3 separate regions of the Mus musculus genome follow, and regions 1 and 3 are each linked to region 2. The links are chromatin contacts, called in public Hi-C maps. All regions are on one chromosome and are shown on one strand. Each heading gives the region's core, a stretch centred on a gene start, on an enhancer-like site or on the middle of the called end of the contact. The rest is flanking DNA. Distances are from core to core; before and after follow the strand shown.

Region 1 (3,871 bases), core at 498-2,997, 330 kb before region 2:
CACACAGGCCTTCATGTAAGACTTCAGATCAGACAGACCTGGGTTCAAATCCTACCTCGGATGTGTCTCTCAATAGCCTCATGTCCTTGGCCAAGTTGTTTAATGTTCTTGCTGGCCAAGTCTGAATGCCTGGCTCTGAAAAGTATTCAAGAAGTAGTTTTTGTTTCTTTATTGGCATTTATTGAGGAACCTTTAAATGGCAGGCATATAATAAGGAAATTATTTATAGGTTCCTACAAAACTAACAACCCACATTAGCACTGGCTACTTAAACAGCTCAGGAAATGAAAGAAAAAAAAAAGACATATCTGAGATGCCAGAGAGAGAGAGAGAGAGAGAGAGAGAGAGAGAGAGAGAATTAAGACTGAATCCAGTTGCTACCCAAATCCTGGCCGTGTAACCACTGTGCCAGCCTCCCTCCTCATGTTGATTCTTACAGTTGACTTGTGCCCAGTGATAACAAACCTTCCCATCAAACAACAGACCCTAGGGAACAGCTGAGCTAAAAGCAAGTTATATGGTGGTAGACTTGATGATGACTTGAAAGGAGTAACGGCCGTGTCTTACTTACAGTAGTGGGAGAGATCTCAGGAGGGAGTGGAGACATTTTGTTCCCAGTACTTCATGCAGGCCTAGATCCACTGTGATCCCACCATCTTACACTTGCCTGGCAGTTCCCCCATCTGAAGCTACGGGAAACAACCAGGCCCAGGTTTGAACCTAGAAGTGTGAACAAGATGGAAAATTACTGAGTGGAGGACATGGCTGCCGCCTTTGATTTGGAAAAGCCTGTGCAGGTTGTAGCACAGGATTCCATCTGATAAACATGAGGTATCGTCAAAAGTTCAGAGGACCCACTAGAACCTAAGGCCTCAGAAAATCAAGGAGATGCAAGAAAAATAAATAAATAAATAAATAAATAAACGGAGAGAGAAAATAGGGCAGGACAAAGTGAGCTATAAAATTGAAAGCAGATAATAAAGAGAAAAAAAAGAGAGAAAAGTAAACCAACTCCCTACTTTGCTGGCTCTCCTATCTTTCTGTGACTTCTCCTGATGTTTGGATGGTGACATTTCATCTGAGGTCACAGAGCCAAATACCAGTGCCACCATCCATGAGAAGAAACAGACAATTCACAGACTGTTCTGGAAAGGAGGACATATTTCTGATTTTAGTGTCTTATTTTGTATTGTCATACACAGAGCTGGGAGGGCAGGGTGTAGGGTGGTCGGCCTGGGGCATGCATGTGTGTGTGTGTGTGTGTGTGTGTGTGTGTAACTGCTGTCTCTGGCCTGCTCAGTGGTTCTGAGCTTCTCCTTCCCCTTTGTTTCTCCGTTGTTGCCTTTGGGTTTTTGAAAGAGCATAAAGTTGGATGTCACAAAAAAGACTTCCTCCCGTACCAAGTGAAGTTTGAGCACCCACAGAAATGGGTCAGAGAATGTAGTTAGATGACAGTATCACAGACCTACCTTCTATGGAGTCTCTTCACTGTGTACAATGAGTCTTGTTATGTCTTGAGAAGATACAGGGACTTGGGTTCATGGTGTGTCAGGACAGTGCTATACAGCAGCGGGGAGAATGGTGACGTCCTTGGGTCACTCGATGGCTGTTTCCATAGGGTCCTGGTCTGTTAGATGAAGCTTTGCTTTGGGCATAGAGTGGCTTAGCAACCAGTTAGAGAATGTTCAAATTCTAGATTCCTAAGTATAGAACTGGAACACTGGAGGGTGCCTCAGAGCCTTTACCCAAGTCGTGATCACAAATGAGAAGAAGACTCGAGGGGATTGATGAGCTGAGGCCAGGCTGGACCACTAGAATGCAGCAAGAGCAGCTGAGCCCAGTGCTCTGGTCTCTATTATGTACTGCCTCACATTTCTTTCTGTTGATTGTTGTCTGTGTGGAAAGTCAGAGTTGGGAGCAGGGGCTATGAAGTCAGTGAGCCCCAAGTCACATTTCCCCCTTTGTAAGAGAGTTGTGCACCCAGGGCACAGTCAAGACAGAAACTGAGGGTAGAAACAGAAGGGGTGTGGCAGCTAAGATCGTCTTGTTCTCTCAGGAAAGCCTTTGGGAGACTTCTGATCCCATTTCATAGGCAGAATAAGGGTTCACCTGTCATCACCTAGCCTCAAGAAAGGAACCATTAAGCTGTAGCCTCTGTAGTTGGAAGTAGGAGTGAGAAGGGGGAGGGACCTGGCTCTCTGGGTCAATTAGCATAGTCTGCCTCAGGTAGATCCTGAATCCCAGGAAGCTGTAGATGTGGTGCAGGCCATGGCTAGCCTCATGCCTCTGGTCACCCTATCCAGACAAGTTGAGTGGCAGTAGTGGAGATGGTCTGACATCTCAGCCTGGTGGGATTCACTGCCGACTCCCCAGGCCCACCACTGGAGTAATGGCTGTCTTTCTTTGAGAGCACATAGGTGGAGCGTAAGGGAGAGGGAGATGGATGAGGTCATACTATTGCAATCACTTGGGAAAAAATACACAAACTTCCAAAACTGCAAGATGCTTTCTACTGCCACCAGACCTCCTTTGGAGGTTTTCCTACCGCTTAATAACCAGGTAAGGCTGCTGAACGTGGGAGGCCTGTAACCATACGCCTTGGGAGGCTGAAGCAGGAGGATGAAAGTTCAAGACCTTCCTGGGCTATAGGGGAAGTTTAGAGCCAGCCTGGGCAATTTAGTGAGACAATCCCTCAAAATAAAAAAGTAAAAAAGAGCTGGGATATGATAGTTTAATGACAGAGTTCTTGCTGGCACACAGGAGTCCCAAGATTCAATATCCAGTTCTGCAAATCAAAGACCCAGGCCAAATTCTCTGAGTCTTCATGTCTTAGTTCTGCCAGGGCTGTCCCCAGGGTGCTGTCCTAGAAGGGTTTGTGCTCACAGGGTAACCTCATAGAGCACAGCTGTGCAGTGACAGCTGGCCCCTCGCTGGCCCAGAAGTTGTCTCAGGGTCATGCTTTCTCTTTCCACCAACCTCTCGAAGATTCAGATCTATGCATTTTACTGAGGAAGGAGCCCAGGGCCTGGGCACTGACATCAAAACCAGGGGAATTCAAGGCAAGAGCGGGATGCTCTATTGTCCCTGCCAGATCACCCCCTGCATTGTGTCTTTCAATTGGCTTTTTCCCTTCTGGGCAGGCTGGGTTTGTGTTACAAAGACTCTGCCTGGTCTATTGTTTGTGCAGGGATGCTTTCCCAGAGCAGGGTGGGCGTTTGATGGATTTATTCAATAAGAGCGAGGAAGGACAAACTGGAACCAGGAAGCCACCACTCAACTATTTGTGGACTTTGGAGGAGGTTTGAAGAATTCACAACTGAACAGTTTTTACAAAGGCATTTTGAGCCTTTCACTTTCTCGTGTGAACATTTCTGTAGTTGTCATCGTGACAGAAAGTGTAGACTTCAGTGTAGAAGTCTGGTTGCCAGCTATGCCCAGAGGGATTTTGCTGACTAAATATACTGTTCACTTTAATATTCATCTTAGACCTCTGCTGTGTTCTCCTAGGACCCTGACCACCCACCAGGGTTCTTTGAGGACTGGATGTGTTACATTCTTGAAGTCATTATGGATCCTCCAGATCACGAGGGCGATAGATAAGTAAGGTGGCTAACTTTCTGTCTTTTCTACTGAGGAACTTGTTGGCGTCTGACAGAGCATCTCAGATTTCTTACATAAAATGTGGAATTGTCAATAGTCAGATGCATCAGTGGCCAAGGCTATGGTGTGCAGTTTCTATCAGCGTGTACAGGACATCCTGCCTGGTTTTGGCCTCAAGGTAAGTTGGCAATAGTTTGGAAGAAGGTGCTATTCCATAGAGCTCTGAGACGGTGTCATTGGTGGTACAAAAGAAACCACTTCTTGTAGCCGG
Region 2 (4,024 bases), core at 677-3,176:
TCTAGACACCGCCTCAAAAGAAAAGACTGCAAAGACGGGCCACGGCTGAATACACAGAGGCAGGGCATTTTCAGCTGCACATTTCCTAATGCTGATCATCTGCGCATCCTTTAGGTTTCCAGCGCTGTCATCTGTTAGTGTTTTACCCAGGCCTAGCTTCTCCCCAGCAGCTCTCTCCAACTCCTCCTACCCAAAAGGAGATAGATCCCCATTGTCCAGATGTCCCATGAAAACACTGCAGTTAACCAAGCCACAGTTCTGCCATGGACACCGAGCTCCTTTAGACTAAGGACCGATTCTTTGCTTGTAGAGTTTATATTGAAACCTTTACAATGACTGAGGAACTCCCCTGTGAGAAAAGCTTTAAAAGGTACACGAAATAAGCCACAGAAATTTCATGTTGGGAAGACTGTGGGAAAAGAAAGAAGAAACCCGTGGGAAAGAAACAGCCTTGGGACTTTTTAGGATGAATGCTCAATAATGCATCATTTATTGATGCCTTCCATATATATATGTGAAGCTGATTGGCATACATAAGATAAAAATGCTCCCAAAATAAATTTAGCTTCTCATATCACCAATATAATCTTCCTAGCTGCTGTATCCTCTGTCCTAATGAATGAGATCACCACCCACTCATCCAGTGACCTTAGCCAGGAACCTGGTGGCCACCCAGCCATTTACCTCAATCAGACTTGATTCTTTGCTGACTTACAAGTGCTATTCTGCCCTTTCCTTACTTTGTTTTAGGTCTAAATATCCCCGCCACCCATCCAGGCTCTGTGGTCATTCCAATGTGGTTTCCATGCGGTAGATCTTACTCCCCTCTCATGAATCTCTATAAAACCATGGGGGCATCTTTCTGAAATGCAAGTCTATCTTTCTTATTATTCTTTCTAGACCTTACAACAATGCCCAAAAGATAAAGTCCTAACTTCTTTGCATGTCGTTCAGCCACCCCCATAATGTGGTCTCTTGCCCCTTTATTTTAATATCATTTCTAACCACTGCCCTATACACCTAAATAACAGTGTCGGGCTTTGAAAGATCACGCCATTTCCCCTCAACCCACCTCTATGATCATTTCAACTGTTTGAATTACCTTCAGACTCAACCTCAGGACCAATGTTTTCGTGACTTCCTCTGCAAGAAGCACATGAGTCCCTACTGTGCCTAGCCATTGCCTGTAACAGAGCAGAGCTCCATGTTGTGACAAGGCTTTTTCTACTAGGAGGGAAGAGATAGAGTCTGGTGTAAGAGTGGCTGTGTGTGTGTGTGTATGTATATATGTGTGTATATATGTGTGTATATATGTGTGTATATATAGTGCATATATATATATAGTACATATATATTTTGTGCATATATATATTTATTGTGTGTGTGTATATATGTGTGTGTGTATGTATGTATATATATATATATATATATATATATATATATATATATATATATATTGCATACAATACCTCCAACCCTGAACCATAAAAGTAACTCCTATTTGCAGAGCATGGGTGAGGTGAAAGAAGGGTCTCAAATAAAAAAAAAATTCACAAGCAGTGACTCAGACTTGGAAAGTTGCATTCAGTTTAAAGTTTTTTTTTTTTTTTTTTTTTTTCTTGGTACATCTGAATCAGAGGTTTTGCGAAAGGAGCAAAGAAGTAGGGGGCGGGGGGGGCGGGGGAGCCGGTCAGAACAGGCAGTATCTCTCAATAAATAAAAGATCAGATGTAACAAAAATAACTCAAAGACTTCTGCTTGGGAACCTGAAAGATCGCTGGTGTCTTGATAGGAAATTATAAAGCTCAATTGTACATTCAGACCTGTTCCTGTCATCTGAACTTGAAGCAGTGACTAAGAGGAAGAGCTGGCTAATTACCTGCAAGTCCTTTAGGAGTGTCCTTGCCAATCAGAGTGCTTCTGCCACCTGGTGGCAGTCTACCCAATGTTTTATTCAACTGCTAAGCATGGCTCCTTCTCATTCAACACAACGCTCCCCCACCCCCCACGCCCCATGACATCATGCAAACCAAGAGGGTCAAATCTCTGTGTTCAGTTTAAGGGCACCATGAGACACCTACATCCTCAATGATGTGCATTTTCTAAAATCAGCACCCAGTATCTACAAGGTATCATAAAAAAAAAAGTAATTTGTGTTATTTTGTCACTACAGTCATGAAACTAAGTAGTATTGGGGCTGGACCCAGGGCTGGCACCCCCCCCCCCAACTCCCAAAGTTCTGGACTTTTGTTATGCATACTTAGACATGAAGAAAATGAAGGGGTCCTTAAGATTTGCATGCAGATTCTCTGGTTATGAACACAGCCAGGTAAATAAAGCGCCCAAGTTGGGTCATGCTGGAGTAAACTGTGTGGGCCTCGGTGTCACTGAAACGATTCTCCACTGAAAAGGACACACCTGTTCTTAAATCTGAAGAGACACCATAAGAGATTTAAAAAATATTTCTAATCCAAGGCCCTGCTTTCAATAGACACTCAACGTTTTTAAAAATTGAATCATGGTGATGCATTAAAAAGTATCAGGTAATCCTAGTAAATAAAGTGATTTATAGCTCTGTAGTTCAAAAGGAATAAGGATGGGATTATATCAAAGATGCGTGGGAATCCGTCTACAGAAGCTCCAAATGGCTCTTTGGGGCCACAAAAATAAACCAATATGTCTATAACCCAACAATACCTACTCAAAAGACCATGTTCTATAAATGATGAGATAAATAGTAAACGTCCCAGATAGGGTTTCACACGATTTGTGCGGATTCCACACCCCTCGCTGAGATTGAGCACAACTCAGTGCATTGTACATTAAACCATGGAGGAAGAGTTGATGAAGCCAAATTGAGAGATACTCAACAAAATACCTGACTAACACAGCTCAATGCTGCGGTGATCACGCAACATCCTGGAATCATAAAACTGTTACAGCTAAGATCAACACAAGGAGTTCTGATTAGATGCAGTGGGGGATCCTAGATGGGGTCCCCAAAGAAAAGGCTGAAATATTAGGTCATCAAAAAAAAAGACATTAGGTGAAAAGAAATTTAATTTTACTGAAGTATGGATTTTATTTGATAATAGTGTATTAACACCAGTTCATTAATTTCAAGAAGTAAATCAAACTAATGTAAGATGTTCAGAGACACTAGGAGTGGGGTTAATATGACTCGTTCTATTATCTTTGCAATTTTCGGTAAAAGTGAAAGCTATTCTGAATAATGTTTTAAGAAAATGAGCCAGATCTCCCATTATAATCAGCAATAACCAGTGCCATGTGGTGAATCAAAGAAACACCAAAATATTATTAAATGACTCTTGGGAAATTAGATAGCAAACCATACAGGAGAAACAAGAAACATTCACTTGAGAAGTGAGAAAGATAAAACATGATTTAAGAGTAAATATTATTTTTATTAAGTAAAACATAGGAAAAATCCACAAACAACCAAAAGAGAAAAATATGCACTTTGATAATTCCATGTTTATAGTGTTTTGAGTTAAGCTGTTCTCAGACTATGGGTTGTAAGCCCTTTGGAAATTGTATATCAGATATCCTGCATATCAGATATTTATATTATGATTTATAGCAGTAGCAAAGTTACAGGTATGAAGTAGCAATGAAATAATTTTATGATGGGGAGGTCACCATAACATGGAGAACTGTATTAAAGGGTTGAAGCATGAGGAAGGTCGGGAAGCATTGTCTTAACTGAAGAGAAATTATATTCAGAACAAATTAATTGGTCTCATTCTGCTTTGGGGATAGAATTAATTTAAGTGCATGGACATTCAACATCTGCACGTATCCATGTATCATGCCTAGGGTAAGACAGAAAATATCAGAAAGTTGTGGTGCTAGACTAATGGCTTAGCTCCTGATATCACTGTGGCTGTATTTTGACGTTTGGGGAACATCGTGGAAGGAGAAAAATCCATCATCAGGCAACAGACAGAGAGGTAAGAGCACCAGGGCTGAAGACAACACCTACAAGGCTTATCAAGCACAAAGA
Region 3 (4,035 bases), core at 537-3,036, 310 kb before region 2:
CAGGTGCATGACCACCAAATAGCAGCCCCCCAAACACACGTTAAAAACACAAGCACACGCACACATGCATGCTTCCATGTAGGTATGCACATGTATGTGTGTGCATGTGCATGCATGTATGTGCACACACACACACACACACACACACACACACACCTGGACAAATTTGAATACAAATAGCATCTGTGTGCTTGTGTATGTGTGTATGTGCGTATGCGCATGCATGTGTGTGCATGTGTGTGTTTCCTGATATGGATTTTGCTTTTTTTTTCCTCCTAATGTCCCCCTCCATCACCAAGCACAATTATTAGCATCTCTATACCACCGAGAGAAGGAGGAATGGTAACTGTCTGTTTGGGTCTACTCTTAGCCACACCGGTGGCCTTTAGTGTTTTGCTCTGCCTACTTATGTGAAGCTTTGGAGAGAAGCAGAATCTGGCTTGGGATTTATTTACCATCCTACGTATACTTTGTGTGTTCACACAAGCTCCTTGAACACAGCCTAGGTACAATAATGGTAACCAAAGTCGTTGTTCAGAGTTAGAGTAGGCCTTTGTTGAGTGTCTTCCACGTGTAGGGTACTTTTGTAAGCAGGTCTTGAAGACTCATCTCTTCCTTGAGCAAAAGATGAAGTGTGTGAGGGGAAGGCACTAGAATTTCAGGTTTGTTGTGTTCTGATCTTTGAATTTCTCAATGAATTTTAGTAAAGTCTGATTCTTACATGGTTCTTACATGGTCCCATTTTAAAGCCTGTACATGTTTGTTTGGGGTCTTTTTTTTTTGTTTTTGACAATAATTGAAAAGAAGTACGGACTTGAGACCTTTTGGGATTCCCAGGCCTCCCTGGACAGTACACTGGCTCCCTCTCTCCTTCTTCCTCCTTCACCTCTCTGATTCCAGGAACTCTTCCCATTCGGGGCCTCATACTAATTGCTTCCTGTGGTAACACTGCCTTCCTCTTGCTCGATAAGGGCGGAGCCTCCATCTCTTGGGGACCTCGTGTGTTTCTGCATCCTGGAAAGGTGGAAACTGTGTGTCCCCCACGCTAGCTCAAGGACAAGAGGCACAGAGTGCAGTCAAGGGGAGAATTTGGCTCCCAGTGTCTAAACACGCCAATCCAAGCCTTCTGCGTGACTGTGCCTGCAAATCTCAGCTTTCACTGCACATTTTAGACTACCCAGTTCTATTACTCCCTTCTCCTCTCCTGTTGGCCTCAGAGGATCTTCCAGTCCATTCAAGAGAAACAGTTTTAATTAAGCATCGCTGTGAACTTGATCATCTTTAAGTCTCTGATTTCTCACGGGAAGCTGGGGGATAAGCTGGGGTGGAGCTCGGTGGAGGGGGTTAGTTCTCAAGGCCGTGGTCAGAAGACAAAAAAACGTTGGCAGAGCTATGTCCTGCCAAAAATGGAGGAGTCCAAATGAAAATCAACATTGATGAAAGGAGGGCAGCTCACCTCACCGTGACGTTAGTACCCTAGGCTGGCACGCTCATGTAAGTCCAGATAGGAAATAAACAACATCCCAAGGGTTCCAGTAAGAAAAGGATGACAGCCTTGGAGCACAGCTGCAGCCACTTTCTGGGATTAGACTCTGCTGGTGCCTTTGGCCTTGGTTCCTCCCACCCCCAGTGCTATTTGATCCCTACAGCTTTGCTTCCACTGGGTTCAAGTACATGCTTGCAGGCTTCTCTTTGCCCAGCAAGTAAACAAACCTCCAATGACAAAGGAAAACACTGGCCTGGTGCAGGGTTTCAAGGCAGGAGGCCTGAGATGGGGATTTCCCTGTTTGTTATGACAGGAGCCCTGCTCTCCCCATAGGGTTGAGAGGAACGGGAATAAGGTTGAAAAGCCTTGAGTCAGGCCCAGAGAATTTCAGTTTCAACATCGCCTCAGCCAGCAGGTGCTTAATCATTCTAATTACCTTCAACACAAAGGTCATGGCTGAAGTAAATGATTATCTGCTGGCTGCTTCGCTTAGTGTACTACATCTTTGCTTAGCATATGGAGAAGGACTTTACTGTACTGTGCTTTGTTTCTATGGGATGGTTACCACAGTCAGTGGTGGGTCTGTAGCTGGCTGCCCTTGAGGGCCTGTATGGACAGCCCCATAGAGGATGGAAGGTGGCACAGGCTGCGCAGGGTAGCTTGCTATTCAAGGGTAAGTGCATGTAAGGTGGTGTAATCTTGCCCAAGTCCAAGGCTCCCTGGGTTCTTACCGTACTCAAGGAGAAGGAAGGAAAAAAGGAAGGAGGGAGGGAGGGAGGGAGGGAGGACACAGGACTACTGGAAAGACCTCTTTACACCATGGTTTTGTACCAAGGGTCTTGGGTACAACTGGCTGTGTCACTCCTCAGAACCTAGGAACAGCATGTGCAACCCCCGGAAGATGTCAGCTTGCTCCCTGAGGAAACAGCTTGGTCAAGAGTCATTCAGAAGAGGAGGCCTTGCAGCCTCTTCTCTAAGCTACGCAGAAGGCTGAAGGATAACAAATTCAAAAGGATAAAGTTTGATGCCGATCTAGGCAACTTTGTGAAGCCTTGCCTCAAAAAAAAAAAATCCCCCCAAAACAAAACAAAACAAAAAAACCACCACCACCAAGAAGAATCTCAGTGGTTGATTGATTGGTTGATTGATTACCTGTTACGTACACGATCTGAGGCCTAATCTATATAGTATGGCACAAACAGAATAAGCAGTGACAACAAAACACCAGAAGCTTCCCTCCTTAGTGACAGGGGAAGGAGAGTATCAAAGATTACCAACTCTGATCTAGAGTGAACTCTGAAATTTAATCACTTTATTTTCAATATGAATAAGTGTTGAGCATAATTTGTTGGGGACTATGTTTAAGGGGGATGAGGAGAATGGGGGATGGGTTGATAGAAATGTCAAATGCAGTCTGATACTTTCTTCCCCTCCTTTTTTTTCTGTGTGGGACTCATTTGGTATATACATATACTGTCTATGTATTTCATATATATATATATATATATATATATATATACTATCTAATATATAAATATACTAGATAGTATCTACACATACGTATTCTACTCATGTCTACACATCATATTACTCTCCTCAGCAACCCAAACCACATGTTGTGTTAGTCATCTTCCTATCGCAATAATTTTTTTGAAATTATTAGTAAAACACCATTTCAGATGTTTGACTCCAGCATGAATGCATCCAGTTGCCTTAGTCCTGTGGTGAGACAGTATATCATGGTGGGAGCATGTGACTGAACAGAAGAACCACAAAGAAATGAATGTGAGGGAGGTTCCCTGGCGTCTCCTAAGGACACACCCCCAGCTCCCACCTCCTAAAGGCTCTACTACGCCCTAATCTCATGGCCCTGTCATCAGGCTTCTGCCTCATCTGGAGATCAACTTTTTCACATGGACCTTTGGGATGACTTAAGACAAAAATCCAGAAAATAGCCACTTTAGTTAACTTCCCATTATACATTATAGTATAATACACTGTGTTGAATATTTACTCCTTGCTAGTCTCTTTAAAGCATCACAATTTTAAAGAGGAAAATGATAGAAAAGTGATATACCCTTTCATTGATACATCATGACTTCTTTTTAGGTTTAAACAGTTGAGATCCATAAGCCCTTCGTTGTTCACAGCAGGGCATGTATGCTATTTAGAAAACTCCTCTAGGTTTGTGGTCCAAAGTGTCAAAATTTTCTAAGTGGTGGTTTGACTGAAATTGGCCCCCTACAGGCTCACAGGGAGTGGCACTATTGGGAGGTGTGGCCTTGTTGAAAGAAGTGGGTGGGCTTTGGGGTTTGGGGGACCCAAGGCAGTCCCAGTATCACCCTCTCTTCCTGTTGCCTGCAGATCTGTGTGTAGAACTCTCAGCTCCCTCTCCAGCACTGTGTCTGCCTGCGGGGCCGCTATGCTTCCTGTCATGATGACAGGGGACTAAACCTCTAAACTATGAGCCAGTCCTGATTAAATGCTTTTCTTTATGAGAGTTGCTGTGACCATGGTGTCTCTTCATAGCAATAGAAACCCTAACTAAG

The links. Hi-C and Micro-C count contacts between places; a contact is called where the count stands out from the background.
Region 1: a contact with region 2 is called in a Hi-C map of pancreatic cancer cells, with 6 times the contacts expected there. The contact joins the promoter of 1700108F19Rik here to the enhancer-like site in region 2. A contact is called at or near these places in 1 of 39 promoter capture datasets (the SN4741 cell line), 3 of 15 datasets of contacts at CTCF or cohesin (the NIH/3T3 cell line and pro-B cells), 20 of 484 Hi-C or Micro-C datasets (the Ba/F3 cell line, the C2C12 cell line, DN2 thymocytes and 13 more), 8 of 115 datasets of contacts at active chromatin or transcription factors (acute myeloid leukemia, bone marrow-derived dendritic cells, embryonic stem cells and 2 more) and 1 of 9 other capture datasets (embryonic stem cells).
Region 3: a contact with region 2 is called in a Hi-C map of the C2C12 cell line, with 3 times the contacts expected there. The contact joins two enhancer-like sites. A contact is called at or near these places in 2 of 15 datasets of contacts at CTCF or cohesin (both in the NIH/3T3 cell line), 31 of 484 Hi-C or Micro-C datasets (the 3T3-L1 cell line, the AML12 cell line, the C2C12 cell line and 21 more), 9 of 115 datasets of contacts at active chromatin or transcription factors (acute myeloid leukemia, bone marrow-derived dendritic cells, bone marrow-derived macrophages and 3 more) and 1 of 9 other capture datasets (embryonic stem cells).

The regions. Positions count from the first base shown.
Region 1 is chr14:76,675,821-76,679,691 of GRCm38.p6, forward strand. It overlaps 1700108F19Rik (RIKEN cDNA 1700108F19 gene), which reads left to right and starts at 1,748. Exons shown (of 5, transcript NR_015485.1): 1 at 1,748-1,859; 2 at 2,418-2,559; 3 at 3,635-3,778. It overlaps 1700105F02Rik (a long non-coding RNA gene), which reads right to left and starts at 1,765. Exons shown (of 3, transcript XR_383611.3): 1 at 1,470-1,765; 2 at 572-720.
Region 2 is chr14:77,006,520-77,010,543 of GRCm38.p6, forward strand. No RefSeq gene overlaps it. Among named protein-coding and RNA genes, the nearest start is that of Lacc1, 28 kb to the right of the region's middle. Within about 2 kb of position 1,927, at least 11 of the 459 cell types and tissues checked have an H3K27ac peak or open chromatin away from gene starts, as enhancers often do. A contact at or near this core is called in the C2C12 cell line, the HL-1 cell line, the NIH/3T3 cell line and 2 more, where this site is marked.
Region 3 is chr14:76,697,190-76,701,224 of GRCm38.p6, forward strand. No RefSeq gene overlaps it. Among named protein-coding and RNA genes, the nearest start is that of 1700105F02Rik, 22 kb to the left of the region's middle. Within about 2 kb of position 1,787, at least 117 of the 459 cell types and tissues checked have an H3K27ac peak or open chromatin away from gene starts, as enhancers often do. A contact at or near this core is called in the C2C12 cell line, the HL-1 cell line, granulosa cells and 1 more, where this site is marked.